Regions from separate parts of the Mus musculus genome. Here region 2 is linked to region 1. A link is a contact called in public promoter capture Hi-C data. All regions are on one chromosome and are shown on one strand. Each heading gives the region's core, a stretch centred on a gene start, on an enhancer-like site or on the middle of the called end of the contact. The rest is flanking DNA. Distances are from core to core; before and after follow the strand shown.

Region 1 (6,547 bases), core at 2,170-4,669:
CCAGTGGAAAAAAGACATAATTTTCAACAAATGATGCTAGTTCAACTGGTGGCCAACATGTAGAAGAATGCAAATTGATCCATTCTTATCTCCCTGTACAAAGCTCAAGTCCAAGTGGATCAAGGACCTCCACATAAAACCAGATACACTGAAACTAATAGAAGAGGAAGTGGGAAAAGCCTCAAACACACAGGAACAGGCGAAATTTTCCTGAACAGAACACCAATGACTTATGCTCTAAGAACAAGAGTCTACAAATGGGACCTCATAAAATTGCAAACCTACTGTAAGGCAAAGGACACTGTCAATAGGATAAAATGGCAACCAACAGATTGGGAAAATGTCTTTACCAATCCTACATCCGATAGAGGGCTAATATTCAATATATACAAAGAACTCAAGAAGTTAGACTCCATAAAACCAAATAACCCTATTAAAAATGGAATACAGAGCTAAACAAAGAATTCTCACCTGAGGAATACCGAATGACTGAGAAGCACCTGAAAAAATGTTCAGCATCCTTAATCATCAGGGAAATGCAAATCAAAACAACCCTGAAATTCTACCTCACACCAGTCAGAATGTCTAAGAATAAAAACTCAGGTGACAGCAGATGCTGGCAAGGATGTAGAGAAAGAAGAACACTCCTCCATTACTGGTGGGATTTCAAGTTGGTATAACCACTTTGGAAATCAGTCTGGAGGTTCCTCAGAAAACTGTACATAGTACTACCTGAGTACCTAGCTATACCACTCCTGGGCATATACACAGAAAATTCTCCAACATATAACAAGGACACATGCTCCACTATGTTCATAGCAGCCTTATTTATAACATCCAGAAGCTGGAAAGAAACTAGATGTCCTTCAACAGAGGAATGGATACGGAAAATGTGGTACATTTACACAATGGAGTACTACTTAGCTATTAAAAACATTGAGTTCATGAAATTCTTAGGCAAATGGATGGAACTAGAAATTATCATTTTGAGTAAGGTAACCCAGTCATAAAAGAACACACATGATGTGCACTCACTGATAAGTGGATGTTAGCCAAAAGCTCAGAATACCCAAGATACAATTCACAGACCACATGGAGCTCAAGAAGAAGGAAGACCAAATTGTGGATGCTTCAGTCCTTAGAAGGGGAACAAATTACTCATGGGAGAAATACGGAGACAAAGTGTAGAACCGAGACTGAAGGAAAGGTCATTCAGAGACTGCCCCACCTGGGGCTCCATCCCATATACAGACACCAAACTCAGACACTATGGTAGATACCAAGAAGTACTTGCTGACAGGAGCCTGATATAGCTGAGAGGCTCTGCCAGAGCCTGACAAATACAGAGGCATATGCTCTCAGCCAACCACTGGACTGAGCACGGGTCCCTAATGGAGGAATTTGAGAAAGGACTGAAGTAACTGAGGGATTTGCAACCTCATAGGAAGAACAACAGTATCAACCAACCAGAACCCCAACCCCCAGAGCTCCCAGGGGCTAAACCACCATCCAAAGAGTACACATGGAGGGACTCATGGCTTCAGCTGCATATGTAGCAGAGGATGGTCTTGTCCCGCATCAATGGGAGGAGAGGCCCTTGGTCCTGTAAAGGCTTGATGCCCCAGTGTAGGGGAAATGCCAGGAGTGGGAAGGAGGGTGGGGAAGCACCCTCACAGAAGCAGGGGGAGGGGGAGAAGGGATAGGGAGTTTCCAGAGAGGAAACCAGGAAAAGCGATAACATTTAAAATGTAAATAAAGCATCCAATAAAAATTAAAAATATATAAATAAAAAATCCTATGGTTATCTTAAAAACATTTCAATATGTTGGGTAAAGTTACTTTTTTAAAAAGAATGTCTAGCTTAGAAATAAAACTATTTTTAAAAAAGAATGAAAGGATTACATTAACTTGTATCATGGAGTGGTTTACATTTTGAAGGGTTTTTAATGGCTACCTAAATTATTTAAAATCTATTCTTGGTTATGGATACTCCACAGTAGCTAAGCACTTACCTAGCCTTCAGTATGACCTATGTTCCATCCCTAGAACCACTAACTAAGTAAATTGTCGCTGAGTATTTCTGAGAGAACTGTCAGAGAGTGGCATTAAATCTCCAGCTTCAAAAAGCGATTGCAAAGAACTAAAATTACAGCTCAGTGACAGAGTGCTCCGTCAATTCCCACGGGGTTCACTGCCCAGCACAGCCACACACAGTGAAGAGGGGGCAGGAGTGGGGGTGTGTGGGTGGATGAAGAGAACCAGGAGATAGTGAGACAGAGAAGAGAGGGGGCCCTGCTCATGCGTGTGCTATCAGGTCAGGCGTAGTTCCAAGGCAGAAAGACTTAAAGCTGCAAGTTCCGTTTTGGAAGCTATTGGTATGGTGCACCTGAAAGTGACCAGAAAATAAGGGCAGATGCGGTAGGAAAAAATTTAAAGGGAGGGAAGTTAGTCAGACGCATAAACGTAGGAGTCATTCATTTGAAAGCAAGCAACTTGAGTTAGTAGCAACGGAATGAAGACGTGAGAAACAACCAAACATTACCTGTAACTACCAAAATAAGTGTCTACAAAGACTCAACTCAGGTGCCATCTTCAAATATTGCGTTTAATAGGATATAATAAAGGGCACACTCCTATAAGTGCCTTGCTACAGTTAAAACCCATTACTTCGTTTAATATCCCTTAATTAATCTGAACTAGCAGAAACTTGAGTTAGCTTAAATAAAATGTTCACTAAGCTCCCCACTCTTCAATACTTAGAACCCCTGCAAACTCTCGCCACACACACTGATGGACACCCATCGCCTTCGGTCTAGACTTACCACGGGCACCCTTTCCATCTCTCCAAGTCCCTGCAGCTTCTTGACTACACCGTCCTTTCTCACCGAGCAGACTCGTCCCTAGCCCGGGGTCACAGGCTGAGCCGGAGCTCCCGAAATGACCGCGGAAGGACAGGCCGCCAGCCTGGCCCCCAAGGCACTTGGCCCGCCAGTCTGGAGCTTGCAGGCACACTGCCTGCCACACCCCTCCCCTCCCGACCTTTTCCTCCTCCACCCAGAACGTTTCGGCACGTCCAGGCCGGAGGTACAAGGCGCCCATTCATCTACTCCTCATAAACTAGGGCTGCAGCCGTCCGCTGTGGTCCCGGTGGCCTCAACCGCCCCGCGCCCTCCCAGCCCGGCCTCGGCGTCCCGCCAGCTTCCCCCAGCGCCCTCCGCTCACCCGCCGTGCGGCTCGGCCAGCTGCCCGCACTGGAGCCCCGGGCTCCGCGACGCCGGGAGACCCAGGCTGCCGAGCCCGTCGGCTCCGCCGCGTCCGCTGACCCGCAGCACCGCCGGCTCCCGCCGGCTCTGTGGCCCGGACCGCTTCGGTGAGGCCCAGGCGTTTCCGGGTTCCCGCGGTCCGGTCCGCCAAAGGATCCGGCTTCCGCCTCGGCCCCGGCAAACGCCGTTCCCTGTTCGGCTCCGGGGGCCCCAGCTTCGCGCTTGCGGGACGCGTCCCTGAGGCGACCCCAACCGCGGCTGCTCCTCGCGCAGCTCCCGTGACAGTCTCACGGTCGCCGGAGAGTTTGATAGGAAGGTGTCTCTCTCCCCACAGTCCTGCGGCAGAAAGTGGCGGGATGATCTGTCACTTAAGGAAGGGGACAAAGTCCTTTGGATCAAAGAACTCTGATGAGAACCGGGAGGCGGATCTTGGCTCCTGAAAATGACCACCAGTGAGTTGAAAACAAGATTATACCTGGTGCAGGTTACCAACCTTAGTCTAGGAGCCAGCTGGTTCGGTTAGGAATGATCCCTGTCCCCCACCCTGGGAGACCTGGAAGAGTGTCAGGAACGCAGAATGGGCTTAGTGTCACTAACCAGGGGAAAGGTGAAGAGAGAAAGAGAGCAATTTACCTCTTCCTGTCTGCAAGAATCTCATGCATATTACGTTTCAGTCTGCTAATGTATTTCCAAAAGTTCCCAACCACTGTAGCCATTGCTGGCTGTGGACAGGCTGAAATGTAATATTCTGGGTCCGGATTGATCATCGGATACAGCAGATTTATCCCTTCCCTGTTAAAACAATGCTCCTAGAATTAAGCTTACGCTTCTTTGCGTGGCAAATGATTAAAACCATCCATTAGGGAAGCATCGTTAGAAAACAACGGAGAAAAATAAAATTAAATGACTGTTAGCACATGATGCCTCGCTTAAATGTTTGTGTAATCCGACCTTCAGAAAACTTCTGGGGGATGGAATGTGGATTAGATCTTGATATTTGCTAGGGTCCGAACCTAAAACGTCCCCCAAAGATTCATCATGTGGTAAAGGTTTGGTTGCCAGCTAATGGACTTTGATGTTGGGGGAAGTGAATGGATAGTGAACCTCTGACCTAAGCCACTGATGTATTAAATCTTTGAAGGTATTATTAGGAGATGGTGTAAATGGTGGCACAAGCCTATTTGGAAGAAGTGGGTCGCTGAGGGTGTGTCTTAACCTAGCCTTTCCTCTAGCTCTCTTTGCAGCCTGTATGCTTTTTTTGGTAAATAACTGCCCCAGTACATAAGTTCCAACCAGAGACCCAGAGGCAATGAAACCTAGTCACCATGAACCAAAACATCTGAAACGATGATGTTTCAGGGAGGACTAATAAGTCCTCCCTCTAAGTGGCTTTCTCAGGCAAAAAGAAAGTAACAAATACAATACTTCTTATACTTCTTACTTTTTTTTTTTTTTTGACGGGGTCTCACATTGTAGCTCAGGATGGCTCCAGGCTGGCATTGAAGGTCTCGATCTCTTAGCAACCATCCTGTCTCAGCCTCTCTGTGCTAGCTAGGATCAAAAGCTAGAGCACTCAAATCTGCTTTCTATCCCCTTTTTCCTCCCTACCAACCCCCCCCCCCCCAATTATTGCCAATTGACCCTAGGCCTTTGTACCTCATATACTTCCCACTGAACCCTTTCTCCATTTTTTAAAAAAGAAACTCTGTTGGCATTCCTTCTAAGCTCTGCCCAACCTGACTATCTCCAGGTAGACCTGGCTAGTCCCTCCTCACTCTCTTACTCTTTCTGCCTTTTTCTCTCTCTGATCCCTTTCTCTGCTCTCCCCTTCCTCCTCCCCCCACTCTCTTCTGTTCCTAGCCAGCCTCTCCTCTCCTCTCTCCTCTCCCTCCTCTTCCCCTCCCCCTCCTCCTCTCTTCCTCCCCCTCTCTCTGTCTCTACTCAACTCCCCTTCCCATGTCTCTATAAATAAACTCAATTCTATACCATATCTGTCGTATGGCTGGTCTTTGGAGGGTGTGGGGAGGGGATGCCTCAGCATGAGCCCACCAAGGCACCCCTCCCACACCTTACTATTCCTGGCTCTACAAACATATCTTGGCTCTTTTTTTCTCTCTCTTTTTTTTAAATAAAACGAAACACTTAATATCCTTGTACATGCTAATTACACCTTGGCACTATTGTGAATTGTTTGTGTGTGTGTGTGTGTGTGTGTGTGTGTATCTTTGGTGTATGTGTATACTGATACCCAGAAAACAGTCGATACTCCATAAATGTATGATTGTAAAGGAAAGGGAACATTTAAAATATATAAGCAGGAAAAATATGAAATGGACATAAGTTCTTTTCTGTTGTTTAATTTGGTTTTAAAGACGAGGTCTCCTTATATAGTCCAGTCTGCCCTGAATCTTGCTATCTAGCCCAGATTGGTTATAAATGTATGGTTCACCCTGGCCTTAACCTCTTGACTGCTGGAATCACAGGTAGATACCACTATGCTCAGTGTCACAAATACATAGGTTAGAAAAAAGGAAGATTTTTTTTCCTCTTACTCTTTAGGAAATTTTAAAGTGATTTAAAAAAAAATAGAGGTGGAATGATGGGGGTGGGCTTTAAGGTAATATATACTCTCAAGCTACACCTAGTGTAAGACAGACATTCCCCCCTGTCTGAAACTGGATCAAGATACAGAGCTCCCTGCTCCTTCTCCAGCACCAGGTCTTCCTGGACACTGCCGTGCTTCCTGCCATGATGATAGTAGATAGAACCTCTGAGACTAAACCAGCCCTTAAATATTGTCCCTTAAAAGAGTTGCCTTGGTCATTGTGTCTCTTCACAGCAATAAAATCGTAACTAAGACAAAAGTTGGTACCAGGGACGGTGGTTTTGCAGTGACAGGCCTATGTTTTTGTTTGGAGGAATGTGGATTTTGGGACTTTGGATTTGACAAGCAGTAAAATGCTTTAAGTGGGGCTTACTGGACCACTCTAATAGGGATGTGAAAGACGTGGGTGCCGAGGTTTCCTTCACCTGTGCAGCCCTTGCTCTAGGGATTTTAGTATGTTGCCCGGAGATTGTTTTTTGATGTTTTGATGAAGAATGTGGCTATGTTTTGCTTTTGTCCGAAGAGTCTGCCTGAGGCTAAGGTGAAGATATTTCAGATTAATTACACTGACAAAGGAAGTCTCCAAAAAGTCCAGCATAGACTTTGTCCTCTGGTTTACTCTCATGAAGAACATTTTGATCAAGTGTAGAAAGCTTAGAAAGGAAAAATGAAAAGAAAG
Region 2 (6,237 bases), core at 2,182-4,681, 150 kb before region 1:
CATACACATGAAATAAACCCTTGGAGAAAGAAAAAAAGGAGAAGATGGTTGATTTTTTTCAAACTGATCATAAGATTTTCTCAAAAGCTGGGCCAATACCAGAAAACAGTGTTGCATAATTCACACTAATTTCTTGGGAAAGATTAATTATTTCCATAGAACTGAAAGTGGCCCACCAATATGAAGCAGAATAAACACCTCCTTTTAATTTGTTGTGCACTTGATACCTCATTCAACATACGGGGAAGGTCTGGGATGTAGCTCAGTTGACGGTGCTTGCCCAGATTGCATGGAATCACCATGTAAAACCCAGCATGCCCTTAGCCCTAGCACCCCGGCTGATGCAGGAGGATCAGATGGAAGGTAAGTGTTGAAGACAATATGGAAACACTTATTCTCTGGTAGGAAGTGTGCTTTAGGATAGCCCTCAGAAAACAATCTGGGGATAAATATCTCAGTCTCTCTGTCTCTGTCTCCAGGGTCTCATGTAGACTAGGTTGGTCTTTATGGAGAAAACTCGATGAAACCCATTATTTTTGTAGAAACAATATATGCTAACAGAACATGATATTATAGAGTTCTGAAGAGCTGTGGGTGTGGCTCAGTGGTAGAGTGCATATCAAGCATACGGCAAGATCCTGTGTTCTAGCACAGCACTAAAGCATTGTGTATGCGTCTGTGTGTAGACATAACATAAAAATTAGATAGTTTTGAAAGATCCTGACAGAGTGTAAAAGGTCACAGAAGCCCTGCAACTGGCAAAATAGATTTCATTGTCAGTAGAAATAGCTTCACTGATTTAGAAAAATAGAGGTGCACAATGCTCTGGCTGCTCCTTGAACCCGTGTGTCTGCCAATGTTCTGACCGTTCCTTGAACCCAGGTGTGTGCCCACTGCTGCACCTCACTGCCAGGTGTTTATGATATTGGTTGCTATATTGGTTGCTGGGATAGAGTCGGAAAATCTCCCCAGCAACCACAGTCGGGGCCAATCCGTAGTTGCTGCACCTTCATTAGACTCTTTCCTTGTTTCCCTCCCATACCCATTTCTTTTTTTTTTTTTTTTTTTTTTTTTTTGGGCAGGACCTAGGTTTATTTCAGTCTATGAAAAACTAAAATTCAAAGAAAATTAAATCTTGCTTAAGGGAACATTGTAAAGTAACAATTCTTGATATCACGTGCCTCTTATGATCCATCTGAAAACCATAGAGAATTACATTGTTTTGTGTGTCACTGTTCCAAGAGACAAAACAAATTTAAACAGCTAAACCATCTTAAAAATGCACCAAGCTTATGAAGTCTCAAACAAAACTTTAATTTCCTGTACATACTCCTGTCAGATGAAGTTATTTCCTGTACACCACTTTTGCAAACTGATCTTCTATTTCCTTTCATTTGACCTAGATCAGCTACGAGACCTAGAGAAGGATCGAGACGGCTTGTGATTTCTCTCACGAGACAGAGACCTTTCTCTTCTCCTATCTCTAGAAAGTGACCTGCTCCGGCTTCGGGAAAAGCTTCTCCTTCTTGGGGATCTGCGCCGAGGTGGAGGACTCCTCCTGCGGTAATCATCTCGAGGACGACGACCCCAAGAGGGAGGCGGCCCACGATTCCGACTTCTCTTTTCATCATTCGACAGTTCCACTCTTACACGGCAGCCACACAGTGTTCTTCCATCTAGTTCCCGGACAGCATCAGCAGCATCTCGGGGATCCTCAAATTCGACGAAAGCAAAGCCAGGAGGGTTTCGAGCAACCCACACACTTCTGAGTGGTCCATAATAGCCAAAAGCCCGTTCTAATTCAGTCTTGTTTCCATTATTTCCAAGATTACCTACATAAACCTTACAATCCAAGGGACAGGAATCACGATGCATTTCGAGATCCTGGGTTCAAAAGGCCCAAGCTCAAATCCTAACGCTCCGACAGGCCCACCCGCTTCCCTCTGGCTCTGCTCCTACAGATTCTCGGTCCCGCGGCGTCACGAAATGGCCCCCATACCCATTTCTTGAGGAATCAATCATTTTAGAATAGACATTGTTTAGATCTGGAAATCCCCTACTCTCCCCCTTCTCCTTTCCCCCCTGAGGGCCTATAAAACCTGGGACCCCTGTCCCCTCGGGGTTGACTCCTCTACCCCTGCGTGAGATATGAGTCGTCCCCAGAGCTCTGGTTTTCCCGAATAAAGCCTCCTGTGGTTTGCATCAAGTTTGGTCTCTCATGAGTTCTTGGGGGTCCACTATTATCCCGAGACTTGAGTGAGGGACTCCCTTCGGAGGTCTTTCAGTTTTACCTCTTATATTTTATCTGTGTACAGATGTGTACAGATTTTTAAAAGCTAAGAGTATAATTGTCTTTTTTGGTGTGAGAGGTTTCAAGACACTGTTTCTCTGTGTAGCTTTGGCTGTCCTAGAACTAGCTCTGTAGACCAGGCTGGTCTCAAACTCAAAGAGATCTGCCTGTGTCTGCTTCCCTGGAGTGCCGGAATTAAAAGTGTGTTCCACTACCACCTGGCTGTATGTATAATTCTTAAGAACATGGAATTAGGTCCTGTCTGTGGGAGCTGAGAGTTAAAAATGGAAAGTTAATTAAGTCTGAAGTCCTAGGCTTGAGAGTGTACCTGATAGCAGAAGGAGGTGGACTGGACAGGGCTTCAGTCAACCATTTCTCCCTGAAACTGAAGCTTAGGTGCAGCACAAATTGCGGTTCCTCGCCACACCTTCCCTATTCATTCATCTGAAGCACTGGGGCTTTTACTTCAAGGTAGTGAGGGGCTTTGTCCTGTTGCACATCAGTGTATTTTGAAGTTGCTTTGCTTCCAACAGATCCACTATGTTCTGTTAAGTATGTAAGATCTGTAAGTCATGAAAAGTGGACGGACTTTTAGAAAGAATTCTTTTCTGGCACTTAGAAATTGTTCTCCCTCCAAGAGGCCGGAGAGATGGTGCAGTGCTTAAGAGCACTTGCTCCTGCAGGAGACCCAGGGTCATTTCCCAGCATCCATGTGATAGCACACAACCATCCATCACTCCAGTTCCAGGAGACCCAACAAGTTCTTCTGGCCTGCAGGGCACTGCATGCATGTGGCACACAGCCATACATGCACACAAAACACCCCCCCCACACACACACAGTTAAAAAATTTAAATTAATTTAAAAAGAAATGGTTCTCCCAGAGACTTTCCTGGTGTTTGTAGGAACACACTCATGTACATTATCAGAGACTTCCCTGGTTTCTGTAGGAACACACTCACATACATTATCAGAGACTTCCCTGGTGTCTGTAGGAACACACTCACGTACATTATCAGAGACTTCCCTGGTGTCTGTAGGAACGCACTCACGTACATTATCAGTTGAACCTTTGCACAGAAGCCCCACGTGACTCTTGCTATTCTCAGCCTTGTCCAGGAGCTAAAATTAGAAGTAGGCTGACATGACTTTTCACTTGGTCACAGCCCGACAGAGTTTTAGTCATTTGGAGCCACACTGGGGGAAAAAAAAATCACCTTGGATCTGATTCTAGCTGAGAATCAGGGAGCTCTGGGCATGTTGGCTGCAGCAACCCCCTATGGTAAGTGCTTTTCCGAAACAATTTTCCTCCGTTCCTTCTGCTTAAAGAAATTACAGGTGACGATCTCACTGAAAAAGTTTATCAGCTGATCACAGATATAACTTCTGAGCCTTGTAAGGGGGCTGTGGTCACTTACCTAGCCGTCGTCCTCTGGGACACAGGAGATAGGCTTCCTGAAAGTTAGAGTTTAAGGTTGTGTTTCTTCAGTTGTTTAACTTTTGAAAGCAGCTGCCCCACCGTGTCATTGACACACTTAGCTCGCTGCTGTGCTGTGTGCCTTTCCTTCACAAAGGAGCTAGATGCAGAAATGCCTTGTTACAAACTTGTTTTTTTTCTGAAGCAAATCTGTCATGTTAAGGAAATTAGTATTAGAGATGACCAATATTTAATGTCAAGCAATGAAATAAGTTAACAAATGAGAGTTTATATAAAGATAATGCAATACGGAGATAGCTTGCATTCATGAAATATTTTAATTGTATATGGTTGAAAGTATTTAGTACATACATCAGCTTTATTAACATCTGATACAATAAATTCTAGGTGACATGTCCAGGCAGTAAGGTCCCCAGTACATGTTCTTCAAGGCTCCTCCTTCCACCTCCCACTCTCTTCTCTTATTTGTCCATTCTTTCCTGACTTCCTTTCTTTCCTTTTTTATCCTTCCTTCCTTCCTTCCTTCTTTCCTATTTTGGTAAGGTGTTGTGGTGTACCTAAGCTGCTCTCAAACGTACCATCCTCCTGCATCAGCCCATCAACAGACATATACTATTATGCCTGATCCCAAGGTCTCTTGACTGCAGAAAGATCTCACACTCAGCTCCTGTCTGTGGGCTCCGCGCACTCTGCTCACATCCCTCTCTAAGTAATACTCTGCATATTGTAGATGACAAAGCAACCCAAAGTTTTCTTCTGACAGCTCTTTTCGGGTTCCTTTTCTGACTGCCTCCATGAGCCTCAAATAATTTTAATTCTAATTCTACAATTTAGACATGATTAGCCAAACGTCCTGGGCCAAATGAAGGTATCCATGAAAAAGCAAAATTCCATGATGCATTCATTTTATTATTATTATTACTAATTATTATACTATTTTGAAAAATCATTGTTGGGGGACACTTGTTCATAGTGAGCAGGAATGTCTATACCTCGTATATCACCTATGCTCTTTGAAAGTAGTTACAACCAACTCACAGTTCCACCAATGCAAAGCACTGGGGGAATCCTCTCACCCAAACTTTCACCAATAGTTGGTAGAGTCAGTCTAGTACAATTGGCCATTTTGATGAGGTATGTATAGATAGTTTACTATGGTTTAATCTATAGAATCTTAAGGCTAAGTACAGTCTGTGGGTTTTTGTTTTGTTTTGTTTTGTTTTGTTTTGTTTTGTTTTGTTTTTGCCATTTGGATTTCCTGGGCTTTTCCTACCTTGCTGGTTTTACTTGGTTGCCTCTTTTTCTTCCTTCTTATTAAATGTTAGATGCAAACAACGGGTTTCTCCACAACATCGTGATGCACACGTGGAGCACACGCTGGTCACAGCCACATTTCCTGTGGCCTCTGCTACTGTACTCTCTGTCTTCTGCACAAGCCGTCTCCTGTTTCCTAAAAGTTCTCCTACTCTTTCTCATAAAAATGCAAAACAGTTATCTACTTACTTTGTTATTTCTAAAACATAGGTATTCCTGTGTACATTGCTGTGGAATTGTATACCACAGATGTATTTCTGTGTGCATTTCTGTGGAATTGTATACCACATATGTATTTCTGTGAAATTGTATACCACATGTGTGTGGATGCCTTTGGAGGTCAGGAGAAGGCATCAGATCCCCATGAACTGGAGATAGGCAGTGGGAACGTCAGGATATGGATGCTGGGAACCAAGCCTCAGTCCCCAGGAGAGGAGCAAACGCTCTTAGTTATGGAGCTGTCTCTCCAGCCATCTTAAAACAAAACAAAACCAGGCTTAATTGATTTCCTTGTAGGAAGCCTTATGTTGTAGACACAGCTGGGGCCTGGGGCCTCTGCATGCTGTCAGGCTGGTGGCAACCACCTTTACCTGTGGAGCCATCTTGAGGGCCCCAGACTTGCCTAATGTATCGTAGCTTAATTACTTTCCCATAGCTGGATGCAAGTCTGGTTGCAGGTTTTCATTATCATGGACGACATGGTAACAAAGGAAGCGGATTGGACAGCAGTTCCTGTTCCAACCATGTGTGCTCCCTTGAGGGTTAGCTTCCTCATATGAATACTAAAGGCAACAAAAATACTCACATCATAGTTTACATGGGTTTAAAATAAGGTATGGGCTGTGGGGGCACACACCTTCAATCCCAGCACTTGAGTGGCAGAGGCAGGTGGAGTGGAGTTCGAGGCCAGCCTGGACTACAGAGTAGGTTCCAGGATAGCCAAGGCTGTACAGAAAAATCTGTCTCAAAAAGCCAAAATAAATAAATAAATAAATAAATAAATAAGTAAAATAATAAAATAAGATATGGCATGCAAATATATGTGGAATAGCTGGACGCAAACATCACCTCTCATGATTGTTATCAATCATTAATATTCTGAAACATGATGTCTTTCCCCTGTCTGGTATACTTAGGTCTTTACTGAGGTGTCCTGTGACTCAGCTCTTCAGAACGTAATGAAGTAGATGACTTG

Evidence for each region. Capture Hi-C pulls out chosen DNA fragments and counts their contacts.
Region 2: a contact with region 1 is called in a promoter capture Hi-C map of adipose tissue. The contact joins the promoter of Lrrc39 here to the promoter of Slc35a3 in region 1. A contact is called at or near these places in 6 of 115 datasets of contacts at active chromatin or transcription factors (bone marrow-derived macrophages, embryonic stem cells, microglia and 1 more) and 3 of 9 other capture datasets (adipose tissue, liver and pancreatic islet).

What each region holds. Positions count from the first base shown.
Region 1 is chr3:116,708,861-116,715,407 of GRCm38.p6, forward strand. Slc35a3 (solute carrier family 35 (UDP-N-acetylglucosamine (UDP-GlcNAc) transporter), member 3) reads right to left here and starts at 3,420. Exons shown (of 8, transcript NM_144902.4): 1 at 3,223-3,420.
Region 2 is chr3:116,559,552-116,565,788 of GRCm38.p6, forward strand. Lrrc39 (leucine rich repeat containing 39) reads left to right here and starts at 3,432. Exons shown (of 9, transcript NM_175413.4): 1 at 3,432-3,572; 2 at 6,179-6,237. It also overlaps the pseudogene Gm9761.